Linked DNA regions of Arachis hypogaea: region 1 is linked to region 2. A link is a contact called in public Hi-C data. All regions are on one chromosome and are shown on one strand. Each heading gives the region's core, a stretch centred on a gene start, on an enhancer-like site or on the middle of the called end of the contact. The rest is flanking DNA. Distances are from core to core; before and after follow the strand shown. Region 1 holds the start of LOC112750226 (protein GAMETE CELL DEFECTIVE 1, mitochondrial). Region 2 has its middle 6.6 kb from the start of LOC112753105.

Region 1 (2,700 bases), core at 62-2,561, 420 kb after region 2:
ATCCTAAACGTTTTATTTCATCCTATTTTAGCCTTTTACAAATATCCTTTTTTCTCTATTATTATTATTATTATTATTATTATTATTATTATTATTATTATTATTATTATTATTATTATTCCGTCACTTTTATTCTTAAATTACTACAACCACCATTATGGCAACTATAATTATGATTTTCAATTTGCTGCTATTTAAAAAAAATATAATAGAAGAAATGATCTTTTTGAAAAAAAAAATTGATCAAATAATTAAAATAGAATGAAATAAAATATTTGGGATAAAAATAGGATATTTTAAATATTAAGATCAAAATTTGGACTTAATTTAAATATTAAGAACTAAAACAATACTTTATCTTAATATCTTTTGTCATGACAATAAAAAATATCTCAAAAATTTTTATTCTAAAATTTAGTTGCACTTAAACAAATTAATTTTTATATATGATTAACTATATATAATATTTTCAAGAATTAAGAATATAAGTGACTAAAAATTTTGTTTATTAATTATGAGAAGATATTTGCTACGTCTAGTAATAATAATATATATTTTACATAGAAGTCTTTAAAAAAATAGAATCTTTAAATATTTTAAATTAATTTTAAATTATGTTAATTTTGTTAATAAATAGTTTGTTCAGCTTTAAACATATATAAAATATTTATTTTTATTTTGAATATTTTTGTAGTAAAAATAATTAAACTTTTTAAATAGTTTGTTACTCTCTCTCCATGTCACCGCTAATAAATCTTCAGCCCTCCATTGCTTCTTCAGTTTTATTTTTGTGAGCTAATTATTGTTTTTGCTTGATTAATTTTCTTGACTCTTGATTGTTGTTAACAAGCGTATCGATTGTTCTTGATTGTTGTTAACAGATTGTGGTGGTACCTTATGTGTGGTTATGATTATGATTTGTCATGAGAGGTGTTTTTTTAGTTGAAAATTTGTTATTGTTTTGTTTTTGTTAGTGAAACATGCTGTATTTGTCAATTATATATATTTTGATTTTTTTGTTATAAACTTAAATATTTATATATGTTTGTAAATTTTTAATAACAAATTATAAATAAATTATTATATAAAATTATAAAATTTTAAATTTTATTAATTTAAAAATTATTATATTTAAATATTTTAATTTTATATTTAAATGTTAATATATTTATTTTATATTTAATTAAATTGATTCCATCATAATTCCATTCGAATTAGACTATTAAATTATTGAACCAATTATTCTACGGATTCATTGGCCGGCTCTCGCAAACTTGAAAAGAAAAAAAAAACTGGCCGTTTCGAGTTTTTGGGAACCCGTTTATAATTGGGCCTACTGTTTCATTAATGGGGCGAACGATATAGAGGCTAACGACGAATAACCCATATTACGCTATGTTCTACGCTCTTCCACTCCGAATCCAATGTCTACTTCGCGGTCCGAGTAGCGCTTAGCTATTGCCTACTTCGCTACTTAGCTTCCTAATTTCTACAAACAAAAAATCATGAAAAACAAAAAATGCAAGCGTTTCGAAGATTCGCAACCTCTATCTACTTGTCGAAACCGAAGCAATTAAACGCAGCGTCGTTCACGGTTGCCGCCAAACCCTATCTCAAACTTTCCGACGAGGTTCCCGCGACCAGGTTCTGGTCGTCGGGGCGCGATTCCGGCAACGGCGAAGATGAATGGAACGAGGCGTGGGAGTCAGCGTGGCTTCCGGAGGATCTCACGCCCAAGTCTCGCGCGCCATGGGAGACCGACGTTAACTTTGGTTCCCCCTCCACGTCCTTGCCGGAGTCTTCCTCCACCGCCGTTTCCGACGGGGTTGCGGTGGCGGAGATCGAAACTCATGCTGACGCGGAGACGAAGGCGTTCGTGGAGGAGATGAACGAGAATTGGGAGGTTAGGAGAAAGAAGGGATCGAAGGAGAAAGAGAAGGTGCAAAATGGTGCCGTTTATAGCGTGGAGAATATGAAGAAGGATTACCGGTTGAGGAAGCAAAGGGTGCACGCTGGGCTGTGGGTTAAGGAGATTGAGAAGCTCGAGGAGGCTAAGTTGGGGGATCACATCGGCAGCGGCGGCGGCGATGACATTCAGAGATTGCTTGACAGCTGCTCGGAGTATGCCTCTCTCTCTCTCTCTCTCTTGTAATTTCGGTGTTGAAAATTGGAATTGCATTTCTATTTTTACTTTTATTTTATTATTTTCAAATAAGAATAAAGGGACAATTAGGTCTCAAAGATTTTGCCTTCCTGACTAATTAGTTTCTAAAAAAAAAAAAATATATCACTTTGGCCCTCCAGAAAAGCAAACCGCAGACATGTGATGATCTTCTATCAATTTATCAACTTACCGGTGATCTTTATATGAACGGTTAATTACTTTGACGTGCCTATTTATATAGATAACAATTTTTAGAGTTAAACTTCACTTGTTTTGATAGCGATAAATAGAGAGATAAAGGGTATATGAAATTGAAAAGATAATAAATATTTCACTGTCCAAAACTACGTCATCTTCATGTTCACGTGTCAGTAACAAGACATGCACCACTATAAATAATGAAATATATGGACAATTTCATTTTGTTTTACACTATTTATTGACAGAAGGATATATATGTTCACTGTTTGCTATTTTGCAGAATCTAATTGGTACTTTTTTTTTTCAAGGACTAATTAGTCCAAGTTCAACATCTT
Region 2 (2,700 bases), core at 171-2,670:
CCCCCCCCCTCTTTTTTTCTCCACCAAAACAAATTTTCAAACTCTCATAAATATTAGATGATATGAAATATTTAATGATATTCTTGCTATTCAAGTGATTTTTTAGTAATGTTTTTATACTACACAACCTAGGTTCAAATTTCATTTCTTACCTTTTAAATCTTATTAGCTCTTTTTCATTGATAACAATATATTTTTAAAGGTCAAGTCATTTTGTTCAATGGTTTTTATTATTCCTTTTATTTTTTACATTTTTTCTTAATTATTACATCTATTATAATGTGAAAATACTTTAATTTTTATAATAACTCCTAACTAAATGTAATAAGAATATATATATATATATATATATATATATATATATATATATATATATATATAAAGTTCATTTATTTTAAACTTTATGTATTTTCTTATGAATATATCTTACATACTATATTTACTAATTTATTTTAAATGTATACATAAAAAATATTAGAGAAAAATACTTTTTGTTATAAATGACGTTAAAATATAAATTTATTTTTTACTATAAATTTCTATTTTGATATGATATTTATTAATAAATGTTTTTATTAACAAAATAAAAGAAGCCAACATCACTAAATATATAATACAATATTTGATTATATAAATTTTTAGATTTCAGTTCTCTCTATTTAAAATTTTTGGATCCACCATCATGTTATACACATCTTATCTTTCAATTCTTTCTTTCCATCACCCATTTTCATCTTATTCAAACATTATTTTTCGTTTTTTAATTTTGTTTTAAAGATGAAGATCAAAAAGTGGAAAAGAAGGAAAAGAGAAGATCTTAATGAGTTTGTGATTATCAACCACCATTACAAAGTTGCTATTACACTTATATATAGTGGATGAGTTCAGTAACTACTAACTACAAGCGTAACAGACACTTAACAAATTCTAACCACCTTATGACACCTTAGTGCTGCTTACTCCTATCATCCTCTCTCATCAGGACTTGACAATCAACAATCCTAAGTTTGTTTTGAATAATGTGAAACAGCTTGGAAGACACAAACTTCGTAAAGATGTCTACCATCCAAACACTTCCAGGAACGTGCTTGATGATAACTCCCCTTTTGGTAATATGATCTCGAGCAAAACTCAAATTCATAGCAAAGTGCTTAGATTTTGAGTGAAAAATTAGGTTTGCAACAAGTTGAATAGCTCCAAGATTGTCATAATAGATGAGAGGAGGACTTCGAAGGGGGCATTTACAGCTCATTCAACAGATACTTGAGCTAAGTTATTTTAGAAATTAATGCAGCAATCCTCGATACTCTGCCTCAGTACTATACCAAGACACGACATGTTGCTTCTTGGAGGACCACGCTACTAAATTAGCCCCATAGAACACACATTAGCCGTTTGTAAATTTATGATCATTCGGATTACTGACCCAGTTGTTGTTAGTGTAACCAATTAGTCTATGATCATTTGAAGGAGAGATGTGTAAACATAGGATGTAGTCCCACTTAAGTACCTCAAAACTCGCTTGACCACCTTCTAATGTGAATCAAGCAGCTGTTGCATGAACTGGCAAAACCGATTTACCACATAAGCAATCTCGGGTCGAGTCACAGTAATGTATTGAAGGCTATTAACAACTATTTGATAGAGACTCGATCAGAAAAAGGGGAGCCATCCTACTGGACATCTTAGCATCAGAAGCTATCGGCGTAGTATAGCGTTTACAATCACTCATCTTGGCCTTTTTAAATACTTCTTATATGTATTTGGCCTGATTGATAATTTTTCCTGAGTTGTCAGAGGTAACATGGAGACTAAGAAAGTAGTGGATTGTCCCCATGTCTTTAAGAGAAAATTTAGAGTGCAATTGCTTGACGAAGATGTGAATAAGTGTAGAGGAGCTACTAGTCATGATTATATCATCCACATAAATAAGAGAAAATATTCTTTGACAACCATCAAACCTGCTGAAGATCGACACATTAGATTTCGTTGATTGAAACTCTATTGATTTAAAAATGCTAGCCAACTTGAGATACTAAGCTCTTGGGGCCTGTTTGAGCCTATAGAGAGATTTACCGAGTTTGCAAATAATGGAGTTGTCTCCAATTTCATAACCTTTCGATTGAATCATATAGACTTCTTCTTTGAGATTGCCATTGAGAAAGGTATTATTTACATTCAATTGACGAATTTGCCAATTATTAGAGACTGCAATAGAGAGAATCATTATAATAGATGCTGGTTATATAATGGGACTAAATGTTTTTTAAAGTTACGGACAGGTTATTAGTAAAAGCCTTGAGTCACAAGATGCGCTTTATACTTCTAAAGTGAGCTATCAACATTGTAATTAGCTCTAAAGACCCATTTGCTTCCAATTGCATTCTTATTGGATGGCAGCTTCACTAAACTCCAGGTATTATTTCTCATTAGTGTAGCATATTCCTTATTCATAGCTTGTTTCCAATGAGGAAAAGCCAATGCTTGCTTAATAATTTTTGGTTCAAGGAAGGCATTAAACACTTTGGGTTTAAAGACCCCTACTTTAGACCATATGATCATGTTGTGAGTGCTAGGGATAGTGGTGGAGGTGTGGAAGATTGTTCTTGTTGTAGAGGAGAGGGATTGGGTACTGAAAGTTGTTGGGAAGAAGGTTGATTGTTGGGATAGAATGTGGGTAGTAAGTAGAAGGTTGAGACA

What was found. Hi-C and Micro-C count contacts between places; a contact is called where the count stands out from the background.
Region 1: a contact with region 2 is called in a Hi-C map of an unstated tissue, with 3 times the contacts expected there. The contact joins the promoter of LOC112750226 here to the enhancer-like site in region 2. A contact is called at or near these places in 2 of 8 Hi-C or Micro-C datasets (leaf and an unstated tissue).

What each region holds. Positions count from the first base shown.
Region 1 is chr15:43,540,370-43,543,069 of arahy.Tifrunner.gnm2.J5K5, forward strand. LOC112750226 (protein GAMETE CELL DEFECTIVE 1, mitochondrial) reads left to right here and starts at 1,312. Exons shown (of 3, transcript XM_025798841.3): 1 at 1,312-2,121. The coding sequence starts at 1,520.
Region 2 is chr15:43,116,996-43,119,695 of arahy.Tifrunner.gnm2.J5K5, forward strand. No RefSeq gene overlaps it. Among protein-coding and RNA genes, the nearest start is that of LOC112753105, 6.6 kb to the right of the region's middle. Within about 2 kb of position 1,421, at least 1 of the 3 cell types and tissues checked has open chromatin away from gene starts, as enhancers often do.